3 separate regions of the Zea mays genome follow, and regions 1 and 2 are each linked to region 3. The links are chromatin contacts, called in public Hi-C maps. All regions are on one chromosome and are shown on one strand. Each heading gives the region's core, a stretch centred on a gene start, on an enhancer-like site or on the middle of the called end of the contact. The rest is flanking DNA. Distances are from core to core; before and after follow the strand shown.

Region 1 (3,771 bases), core at 1,052-3,551, 240 kb before region 3:
AAAAACCAGAGGAGAAACAGCGCTATTTATAGAAGGGAAAGGCAACCGCTCACCTCCAACCGTGGTCACCGAACAGTCGCAAAGCATTCAATAAGCACTTCCACCCGTCTGAAGACACGTCAGGCGGCTGACGCCGTTTCACGCAACACTACACCCATTGGGACTCCAGTCAACAGCGCAAAGGATATGATTACACTCGCCGTCCCATCACATTACTACTCAGAAGCAGCCGGCTAAAACACTCAGCGTACCAAGTCGTCCCTTGCCCACACCCATTGGGGGGGGGGACGCCCAGGAATTATCGGTATATTTTTCAAAACGGTCACATCTGTGCAGGGCACGCAGTGAATACCTCAAGACAAAAATGAGATATCAGTAAGGATCAGAGGAAAGCCAAATATAGCCAGCGAAGTACAAAATATGGCCGACAGAAGCGACGTGAAGACTAGACAGAGAACGTCCATCAAACGTCCAATCAGTCGCAGAAGCAAATAAATTGCACTACCTAGCAAGATATGGATGGATTGCAAACTCGGCTGCTAAAGACAAAATATATGCTGACCTCTGCAGCAAAATATTGATGACATAATGCTGACCTCCAAAGCATAATGCAAATAACTTCATGCCAATTTCTACAAACGAAAGGGATGAATTTCAGCAAAGAGGCACGAAAGGAAGACATTCGAATGAATTATCCTTAAAAAATCCATTTGAAGGTCGGGGGCTACACCCATTGGGTGCACCTCCGATGCACCCCATGGATTATCATTCCAAGCCGAGATAGTGCCGACTTCTAAGGCGAGGGACAAGATTAAAAGACCAACCCTCAACCAAGATGCAGGAGCACAAATGGAGATAATTTCTGGGGAAGACCTTTGAGTAGATTGTTTTCTAAAATCTACTCAAAGCTCGGGGGCTACACCCATTGGGTGCACCTCCGGTGCACCCAATAAAGTTCAGAATCCTACAAAATTGAAATGCCGACCTCCAAGGCACAAGCATGAAACCAAGCCTCGGTCAAATGAGTGATCGGAGCAAGAGAAGACAGCAGGAAGACGTTCTTCTTCAAAACACCCGCAAGTTGGACCTGGGATCTTTGGGCTGATTACTTCTAAATTAACCCAAAGATCGGGGGCTTGTGGGGGATAGATATCCCCCGGGTCCACTAAAGGAGTAAAAGACCTCACGAAAGGCCTAAGGGCCCAATAAATCATGAGGTCATTCCTTCGTGGGCCTGGGAAGAAACAACCAACAAGGCAGAGCGACGTGATACCGGATTGGTGCAAGCCCGGATGGCCCACAACGTTGAGCGAGTAAATCGCAACAGAGACCCGACTTTCCCGCGCTGAAGCCCCATGCAACGGAGCCATGCGAGGATAAGTCGGCGAGGGTTACATAGGGATAAACTCAAGAGGTTCACTACCTTTTAGCTACTTGTTGTTATCATATCCCCATGTACTGCCCCACGGTCGAGTATATAAGGCCTAGGGGGCACCCCTTTAGAACGATCGACCCTATCTTACTTAGCCACCCACATCAACTCTCTGTGTCTTCAATCCAGAGAGCCCTCTTGTAACCACGCTCACATACTCACCAGGACGTAGGGTATTACACATCTCTAAGCGGCTCGAACCTGTAAATCTTGTCCACTGTCCCTCGTGCGATCGGCACGAACCATTTTGCTACAGTCGTCGACAGCGTCCTACTCCTAGAAACATCTTGAGGGGCAACCCCGGGTGTGCGGTCGGACCCAAAACACCGACAGCTAATTTTAGCAACTAACTATTAGTTCTAGTACATTCAAACACCCTCTAAGTCCTAGCACTAGCTATCTGTATAGATCATTTTTTGTCGGTCAATGGGTCTTTGATACTCCAGTTGCTCAAGAGGCCTGTCTGTGAGGCTCGTTGGCCCGTTGGGCTATCCCATAAAAGGAACAAACCGTTGTTTTTGTTTCCTGTCCGTAGGGTCTGTTTGGTTCAGCTTTTTTCTGACCAACTTTTCTGAGAATCTGGCTGTGGGAAGAATCTAGCTGTGTAGAGAATCTGAGTATCATTAGGATTACGTGCGGAAGAAGATAAATGTGTCCATAGGACTCAGGATCTAGAAAGTGACAGATTCCTATTATTGCAACGATTCAACCGATTATATGTTTATGTTGATGTTGAATGATTTTTACCTAAACGAATTTTATAGAAGCTGACTGAAAAGCTGAGCGTTTGGCAGTCCGCAACAGCTTTTGGTGGTCAGAAGCCCAAAAAAAAGCTAAAACAAACAGGGACGTAACCATGCGGCAGCCCATTATTCGGATCCGAAGCCCACTAAAACTTGCGATCGTCCCGGACGGATCCATTTGGCTCTGGTCGTCACAAAGTTGTTTGTGCATCGCGGCGGCGACAAGGGGGCGACGAGGCAGGCGGAGCGGGCGGCGACTACAGCGGCAGCAGATCTCACGGAATGGTGAACTCTCCACTGCCTTCTCTTGCGTAGATCCAGGGTTCTGCTTGGGAGCCCGCTGTGCTGACCCAGGGGATTCGTGTCGCAGGCGGCGAAGGCAATCTCGAGCCCCGTGCCGGTGGAGTGGTACCCGACGCTGGCCGTCGTCATGGTATCCGTAGGCCTCATGTTCACCGCCTCCTTCTTCATGTGAGTCCTGTTCGTCCGTCATCTGTTACTGTACCTTGCGGATTTGGCAGACGAGTCATTCACTTGCCTGGTGCCCTGATCTGATGTGTTTACCCGCACATGCCTCGTGTCTGCTGAGTTTATTGGTAGGGTGTATTGACCTGCCCGCTCGTTCCGATTGGAGATCTCATCTGTTGCCCTCATCTGATGTATTTAGCTGTCGAGTTTTAGCATCTATTTTCTATGCTGCTAGGGGAAAACTCCATTCATGGTGGGACAGTCATGGATTATTATTAGTCGCCGTGGGTGTTTCTGTAATGTTGGATGGCACACAGGGGTTGGTGCTTACTGTTTTCATGAATTGGAGTGTGGGTTTAGGTTTGATGAGAACATTCTTGCCTGTGGCATTTTGGGGTGATTTTGAAGTTGCAACAGCAACCAGTGGAACCTGATGGGCATTTTGGAGTATAGTAGCATTTAACTCTGGTGCTTGTTTCAGAGGGATTTCCTTTTTGACCTGTTGAATCTTTTTATACTGGGTTGGTAAGTTGTTTGCTGAAATAGAACATGCACCATATAACTTTGTTAGTAGAATTAACTATTTATTGGAGAAAAACACACATACCTTGTCTGACTATGCATACACAAACTGCTGCCTGGTACCTTGATTAACCGAGTCTGTGGTGCTGACCCTGACCAACTCTTGAAGAAACTTTTTGTGAATGCAACTGACTATTTGTTTCTTCCTTTATGTGTGTGAATTCATTGCCTAACAGAACTATCATTCCTAGTCTAACAGTTGTACTAAGAAATCTATAAAGATAATATCCAGCACTTTCAGTACAAGAAGGCTCTCCTCATGTAATATTGTTTTTTTAAAGTCCTAATTTAATCTTATGGTTACTTTCAGTTACATGAGGATCTCCCTGTATATTATTGTGCTTGTCTAAATTCCCAAATTTAATCTTATGTTTGTTTTCTTTGGTCAAATATCACATGCTGGCGTACCCATCATGTGTTGTGCATTTCTGCTTTGATTTTGATCTTGATTTACATTTCAATTTCAACGCAATGTATTTCCATCAATTTGTGCTCAAGTGCCTACAGTTTCGATGTCACACCCGGATTTAAGGAACAAAGCCAGGT
Region 2 (4,203 bases), core at 458-2,957, 200 kb after region 3:
AGTGACATCATTCTCAAAAGGCACTAATTACAAACTATCTTCAAAACTAAAACTACAGACCATTTTTCCCACAACGGAAGCTTCCAAACTTGTTACAGGTGTGAACGACCCACCATAGCAGACTTCAAGCACAATACATCACAAGCTATGATGGCAATAAACATGAGAGGAATTGACTTTTGACACTTCCAGATCATCTTCGATCACATGCAACCCAAAAGTACATGCCAGGCGTTTGGGCCATGGGATATGTTATTATCTTAAACCAGGAAGCATCCATGCAAAATCACAGTACTGGGGTCATGAAACAGTCAATCCAACTGACTGTTGTGGATCAGCAGTACAAATTATATGACTCTAAAAATTGCAGTTCAGGTTTCATTCACCCAGTGCAGCATCCAATGATGCCAAAATCAAAGATTGTAGACTAAATCAGAGACTCAATGGTAGGATCAGAATAGTAGAATCAATGTAAAATCTAGAAAAAAAAACTCTCTTTATTTGTTTCCTCAGAAATTACCTCAGGCAGTCGGCACTGCCACAGCAGATGTGTGCTCCTTGGAGCATGTGAGCACAGGAGCTGTGAAACAATTGGGGATGGTGACACTTAACATCTCAAGGGTGAAGCAGCTTAAAGCACCCAGGTGGCCACATAGCTCCTAGGAGCAGGTGATATCGCAACACGACGATCAATCTGGAGCATGATTCTAATGGGTTTTACTACTTGGAGAGCAACTCTTCAGAAACTATATCAGATATGACTCGATTCTTTTAATCAAAGTGGGGTTCGTAAGCCATGTGATTCTATGGCCTAGCCACGGTTTTAACAACCATAGTAGCATGTGAAATGCATGAGACACGTCCTATTTGACTTTACGTGAAAATATAAGCTAGAGCTGCAATCAGAAACCTAGTTCTGCCATTACAAAAATCACACAGTTCATTGTTTTCTAATTCCAATTCTTAGCATGCCAAAATGAAACAAAGTCAGAGGGAATCCTCCTCTCAAGGTCAACATTATGGACACTACTTGAATTGTGGAGATAAATCAAAATCATAACAGACCTTAACTAGGCGGATGGCGTCGATTAAATCAATGGCGACCTTCTGCGGCCGCTTGACGACGGGTATGACCGTCGGGTACGGCAGCCTATCCTCCTCGTGCATCCCAAAGACGCTCCTGGTGGGACGCGCCGCGTTCATCTGGATCCGCTCCGACTCCCCCTGCAGCCCCCCGTCCTGCACCTCCTCCACCTCGCCGCCGACCGGACGGTCCTCCGGCAGCGGCGCGACCCTGGACGGGTACGAGACGGGCGAGATCGCGGGCGCCGCGTCCTTCACGTACCGCATATCCTGCCGCGTCCACTCCCGCGGCGGCATCGGCTGCTGAGGCCGTCGTGGCAGTGGGGATTGGTCCCTAGGGGCAACGTCTGGGGTTGTCGGGGCGGCAGACTCCTCGGGCGGGGCCTGCTGCTGCGGCTTCGGAGCGTAGGAGACGGGCTTGATGGGAGGAGGCGGCGGCGAGGCGGAGCTGGACTTGGCGTCGGAGGAGAAGTGGAAGAGTGAGAGCAGGCGGTGGCGCTGCGGGTTCCGCCGCAAGTATGAGAAGAGGAGCCGGAGGTGAGCCATCGGGGGCGTAGCGCGTGGTTGCGGCGGTCGGCGGCGACTCGCGAGGCCTGGGGTTTTAGTCTGGAAGATGTAGGAAATGGGGGGAGGAGGAGGGTTTCTCGCGTTAAGCAAGTGGGCTGTGTCTACTTTGTTGGGTAGTTCCTATCATGGTGGGTCGGTTGCCCGAGTGTTTGTCTATCTCGGGCTTATTTCGTTGATGGAGAGAATGTTCCCATCTTGAGACGGCCCAGCCTGAGTATGAGTGGAAGACTAAGGGCCTGTTTGGTTCGTGGCTAACTACGCCACACTTTGCCTAAGGTTAGGTGTTCGAATTGAAGAACTAACCTTAGGCAGAAAAGTTAGGCAAAGTGTGGCAAGTTAGACAGTGAACCAAACAGACCTTAAGGGCATGTTTGATTTGTGGCTAAGGATCTATTTGGTTTGATGCCTAAGTTGTCACACTTTGTCTAACTTTTCTGTCTAAGGTTAGTTCTTCAATTCGAACGACTAACTTTAGTCAAAGTGTGGCACATTTAGCCACGAACCAAACAGCCCCTAAATGTGTCACACTTTGTCTAAGGTTAGTCGTCCGAATTGAATAACTAATCTTAGACAGAAAAGTTAAGTAAAGTGTGGCAATTGAGGTAACGAACTAAACATGCCTTAAAGTCAATTTCACCTATTGTTACGCGTGCAATTTGGCTATGGTTTGGTTGGTTGTCCTTTTTTTCCTCAGGTGTCTTTTCTCCAGGGGTGGACCCAGGCCCATGGCCGCCTGGGCCACGGTTCGAGATGCAGGCCCAATATTTTTTTAGAATAGTCGGCACAGCCTAGAGCTCGTGAACCCTAGGCGGCCATCGTGGAGTGCTCGTCGCGTCGTGCCGCCGCCTCTGTTGCCGCCTGCCGTCGCGCCCTTTGGGCCTCTGGCGCCTGCCGGTCTGGCCTCGCCCGCGCAGACGCCCAGTCCGTCGCCCAGACGTGAGACGCCCAGTCCTCTCGGCGAGTCGGCGGCGCCATCTGCCCATCTCCCCTCTCGGCGACGCGACGTCCTCCTCCCATACACCCAGTCCGCCGCTGGCCCGCCGAGCTCATCTGCCATCTCCCCTCTACGCCCTCTGCCGTCGCGTACTCGCGTCGTCCGTTGAAAACTTGAAATAGCATGTAGAAGATTTCAAGTGTTCAATCCCTTTAACTTTTAAGGCTTTAATTAGATGTTTTATAGAAGATACAATACAAGGAGCCGATAAAAATCAAAATGAAGAAGAGGCATAGAACATTATGGTCATTTTTCTCTCCAGCTCTCACACCCGTCGTGCCTAATGTGCATCCAAGATCAAACCTCAATTCTCAACCAATAGTGGAAACCGGAACCTGTAACAATCAAGCCCAAGAAATTGCAACTTCACATGAACAAGAGCAAGAAATTCCACCTTCTGAGCAGGTATTCGATATAGTTGTTGATCCTGGGCTTAGAAAACCAATTGATGAATACGATGTTAACATTAGGGATGCTGTTAGAAGAGAGTATTTGTTACAGGGTCCATGTCAACCAATTGGCCATATATATCCTAAAAAAGATGGGAGACCGACAAAGAAGATTTCATGATTCATGGTTCAAGAACCATAATTGGTTAGAGTATAGTGTTACCAAAGATGTTGCCTTTTGTTTTTACTGTTATCTATTCAAACAACAAATATCATTGTGCCAAACATGTTGGATACAACCACTGCTAGAGGTCGCTCAAGAGGTCGTGGAGGTCAGTTTATAACTTACCATCATCACTTGAAACATGAAATATTTAATGTGGTGCTTGACCAACTTATTGTGGAGTTGAACAACTGTTTTGGTGAAAGATCTACCCAATTATTGAGATGCATTGCCTGCCTTGATCCATGAAATTCTTTTGCCAATTTTGATGGAGATAAGTTAATTGAGCTTGCTAAACTGTATGATGTGGACTTCTCTACATATAATTGCATAGTTTTGAAAGACCAACTTAAGATATTCATTATTGATATGAGAGCTGATCCAGATTTTCTAAGTTGCAATGACTTAAGTGATCTTGCTGTGAGAATGGTTCAGAGTGACAGGCATGTTGTTTTTTCATTTGTATATCGTCTCATTGAATTAGCTTTGATTTTACCAGTGGCAACAACATCTGTGGAGAGAGCTTTCTCATCTATGAATATCTTTAAAACTGAGTTACGAAATAAGATAGGAGACGAATGGCTTAACCATCGTATGGTGTGTTATATTGAGAGGGATATATTTACAAGCATTGAGGATGCAAAGATATTGAATTATTTTCAAGGCATGAGAACCCGCAGGGTGAATCTACCTCGCACTAGTGGTACGTACCAATTACTAATATTATTAAATTTATTCAACATTACATTTCAAGTCGTGTTCTTAATATGATTTCCTTCAAGGTTCTGGAGCAAGAAGCACTGATGTTGATGTTGACATGATACATTTGGAAGGAGCTACATCATAACTTGTATGTCATCTTTAACATCTATGACAACGTTGTATCGCCGTACAATTTTTCTTTATATGCTACTATTAGAGTTTATGGTCGCTTCGGCCCGGGCCTT
Region 3 (4,079 bases), core at 18-2,517:
TTGCACCGTACTGTTCACGCTGATTTGTAATCATCTTCTGGTGTCTTCACCTTCGAACAAACCGAAGGTATCAATGTAATATAAACTCTGCTAATGCTCATGTGTGTATTATGAAATATATATGTGTATGAGTCAATAGATTACATTCAATGCCTTTATGTATTTTAATTCTTATCAATCGTGAAGGCATGTCATTCATGACCTTCGTCTGAAGATTATTATATCCGATAGGAGATAATACTTCGGAGGACGAAGGTCCTTGGATTTTAACAATTATGTTATCTTGTTCTTGATTTACAGCATTTGAGAACAAATGATCAACAGTCCCAATTTTTTAGAAAACATCATGTTTTATTATATTAAGTTTGATCAATTATAAATAAAAAATAATTAATATCTTAACCAATCTTACTAAGGATTGTATGTCCTAGTTTATAACACATATATTTTAGAAAGAGTGCAGAAGAGTTTTGCCCACACGAAACTCTCTCCGCTCTTATAAAACTTTTATCATCTATTTTTTTTATCAATATAACGTTATGTCATCATATGTAATACCCATGAAACTTTCGTAAAACACTAACTGAGATTGATATTGTAATAGCAAATAAATATTATTAGATTAATTATGAAATATAGTTTCATTGTAAATTAATCTAACATGTTAAATGTGAATAGTATTTAATTGAATTTTGGTTGAACACGAACCACTTTAACTAGCACGTGACCTATAATTACATCCTTCTTGGACAGAAGTATGGTCAGAAATCACGAATAATATGGCGAATGGAGACCTAGCAATGCTTCGTCAGAATGCTTAGAGTATCCTTCTATAACGCCCGAAGACCGGATTGAGCAATGAACCGAGGCAGGAGGCACCCACTATACAGTCGCAAGCAAAAAAGCATCTAAAATGCAGGGTTTTAGGTACCTTTCTATCATGTTCCGAACCTTCCCACTGCACGCAAAGACGGCAGGCAGGAAAGAGAGCGCAAAGCAACCGCGGTTCCAGGGTCACCCTCCCGCTTTGTTCCCCCAAAGCCAGGACCGACCCAGCCTGATGCGCCCGCTCCGTCGCCGGCCGGTGCTGGATGCCTCATGCCTGGCACGGTGGTGCGCCGCGCACAACCGCAACCAAGGCCACCATGAGCGTCCAGCCGTCCACCAATCACTGCCGTCAATAGCGGCGTACACCACGAGCAACAGATTGTAGCGTGTACGGGCGGTCCAGCGCTATAAATCCACAAAAATGGGCAGTGTCACTTCCTGCTCTGCTTCAGTACGTAGTGGGCTGAGCCAGAAATGGGCACGTCGTTGGCTAGAAGCGTTGCTCTGTTTACTCTGCTGCTCTGCCTGCTTCTTCCGTCCCATGGCCATGGGAAGCTCTCGACCAAGTTCTACGCCAAGTCGTGCCCCAGCGTGGCCGCCATCGTGCGGTCGGTGATGGAGCAGGCGGTCGCCAAGGAGCCCAGGATGGGCGCCTCCATCATCCGCCTCTTCTTCCACGACTGTTTCGTCAATGTCGGTCACATTTAATATCCTATATTGCCATCCGGTTAGCCTAGGCTGCCACTCATCAGACGTCAGTGTGCAGTGCGCGGAACCACTGACATGCATGTGCGCGCGCAGGGTTGTGACGCGTCCATCCTCCTGGATGACACTTCGACGTTCACCGGCGAGAAGAACGCCGGAGCGAACACCAACTCCGTCCGCGGGTACGAGGTGATCGACGCCATCAAGACGCAGGTCGAAGCAGCCTGCAAGGGCACCGTGTCGTGCGCCGACATCGTCGCCTTGGCGTCTCGTGACGCCGTGGACTTGGTCAGTTAGTTCGTCTGTTGCTGCTAACACAACAACAACACGACCGTAATAATCCAGTGTCCAGAACCGACGCTGATCCGCACGCAATGCAATGCAATGCAGCTCGGAGGCCCCACATGGAACGTGCAGCTCGGCCGGAAGGACTCGCGCGCGGCGAGCCAGAGCGCGGCCAACGCCAACCTCCCGGGCCCGGGCTCCGGCGCCGCGTCCCTCGTGGCCGCGTTCGCGGCCAAGGGGCTCTCGGCGCGCGACATGACGGCGCTCTCCGGCGCGCACACCGTGGGGCGCGCGCGCTGCCTCTTCTTCCGCGGGCGCATCTACACCGACCAGAACGTCAACGCCTCCTTCGCGGCGGCGCGGCAGCAGACGTGCCCGCAGAGCGGCGGCGACGGCAACCTCGCGCCGTTCGACGACCAGACGCCTGACGCCTTCGACAACGCCTACTACACGAACCTGATGGCGCAGCGCGGCCTGCTGCACTCGGACCAGGAGCTCTTCAACGGCGGGCCGCAGGATGCGCTGGTCAGGAAGTACAGCGGCAACGCCCGCATGTTCGCCACCGACTTTGCCAAGGCGATGGTGAAGATGGGCGGTCTTGCGCCGGCGGCCGGAACGCCGACGGAGGTCAGATTCAACTGCCGGAAGGTGAATTGAGAATGGCTTGCATTCAGAGACGGGATGACAGGGGGAGTTGTCTGAATTCTGAAACAAAGCACTAAACCGTATCTTTCCCTTTCGTTCCAAGATCAAGTCTTTGGTTCCTGGGCATGATACAAGTGAAAATAATTAAGACAATCTTAAAATGCTTGATGTTCACGCCATATACATATAGGCGTTTTTCCTGTTCTATATTTTTTTCCATTGAAACCATCCTTTAGAACAATACATGTATCGACTGTGAATAATAGAGCTCTTTTCCGAAGTCTCGTTTGAACAAGCTTCACGAAAAAGGTACTCATTCTATTATTGCAGTTGAAAGAAACAAATAAATTAAACTGAGCGATTAAAGATTAATCTATGGCCGTGTTTGTTTCACCCCAACCAGATGTTATCGAGTGACATTTCTTAGATTTGGCTGTGGATGTGCCCGGAAGGGGCCTGGGTAAAAGCTGGGTTTGGTGACAAGGGAACTGTAAATGATCTATGGAAAAAATCCTTGCTATTCGGGCTAGATTGGAAACCAGATTTTTCCACGAGATTTTAATTTTTCCAAGAGAAATTAGTTTATTTTTCCTTGGAAAAATAAAAATCACTTAAAAAATATAGTTTCTAAACTAGCCCTTCAATTTAGTATAGCAAGTATTTTTCTCTTTTATGGATCCTAAAGAATTTCTTCTTTTATAAATCCCTTCTAATTCTTTTATCACCAAACTAGCCTAGAGTTTATTGTTTTCAATGGCACAATTGGTAGACATAGCATAGTTTGGGTTTGTAATTGTAAAGATGGTTAGGTTTGCCAATGAGGTTGTCCAATCTTGTGAAGGCTATCAATACTACACACGACAGACACACGTGCCAGCCCAAGCCCTCCAAACCATACCGGTCACCTAGCCATTATTTGCGGTCTGAGGGTTGGACTTGGTCGGGCCCTTCAAGCAAGCGCATAGGAGCTGCACCCACCTGACCGTAGCGACAGATAAATTCACCAAGTGGATCGAGGCCAAACCGATCGATAAGCTCAAATCATTAGAAGACGCCAGATGGTCACTTGTTTTCAACTACTGTAAATCAAGAACAAGACAACACAATTGTTAAATGTTAAGGACCTTCATCCTTCGAAGCATTATCTCCTTTTGGATATAATGATCTTCAGCCGAAGGTTATGAAGAACACGTCTTCATCATTCATAAAATAAGAGTTTATATGCACGAGATGCGTTGCCCATCCACATATTTATTACATAATGAACATACGAGCACTATCAGAATTTATATTGTATTGATACCTTTGGCTTGTTTGAAGAAGATGACGCAAGAGCGATTACAACAAGAGTATTGTTCACCTATTTATAGGCACGAGACGTAGCTCGAGTAAAAATACATTTATGACCTTAACATGTACACATAATCCTAATACAAAACATCAGGGATTAACTAGTCTTTTCCTCTTCGACTCGGCATCATTTTTAACCTTCATCGCCACCTTAAGCCGAAGCTGTCGTCCTTCGGCTGTAGCTTCGACATTCGATGGTGTCGCTTACAAACAATATCTTCGTCTTGAGGACCTTCGGCAGAGAGGAAGACCCCAACAGTAGCCCC

What was found. A called contact is a pair of places that touch in the nucleus more often than the background predicts.
Region 1: a Hi-C map of ear shows a contact between it and region 3, with 4 times the contacts expected there. The contact joins the promoter of LOC100276129 here to the promoter of LOC100280862 in region 3. A contact is called at or near these places in 2 of 25 Hi-C or Micro-C datasets (ear and leaf).
Region 2: a Hi-C map of leaf shows a contact between it and region 3, with 3 times the contacts expected there. The contact joins the promoter of LOC100282763 here to the promoter of LOC100280862 in region 3. A contact is called at or near these places in 6 of 25 Hi-C or Micro-C datasets (ear, leaf, root tip and 1 more).

Annotation. Positions count from the first base shown.
Region 1 is chr9:72,649,602-72,653,372 of Zm-B73-REFERENCE-NAM-5.0, reverse strand. It overlaps LOC100276129, which reads left to right and starts at 2,301. Exons shown (of 4, transcript NM_001367839.1): 1 at 2,301-2,460; 2 at 2,546-2,646. The coding sequence starts at 2,458.
Region 2 is chr9:72,206,002-72,210,204 of Zm-B73-REFERENCE-NAM-5.0, reverse strand. It overlaps LOC100282763 (Ribosomal protein L1p/L10e family-like), which reads right to left and starts at 1,707. Exons shown (of 10, transcript NM_001374368.1): 1 at 1,066-1,707. The coding sequence starts at 1,629. It overlaps LOC109942288, which reads left to right and starts at 3,320. Exons shown (of 3, transcript XM_020544178.1): 1 at 3,320-3,365; 2 at 3,756-3,959; 3 at 4,039-4,103. The coding sequence starts at 3,320. The coding sequence ends at 4,103.
Region 3 is chr9:72,404,876-72,408,954 of Zm-B73-REFERENCE-NAM-5.0, reverse strand. LOC100280862 reads left to right here and starts at 1,267. Exons shown (of 3, transcript NM_001367144.1): 1 at 1,267-1,521; 2 at 1,630-1,821; 3 at 1,924-2,616. The coding sequence starts at 1,303. The coding sequence ends at 2,475.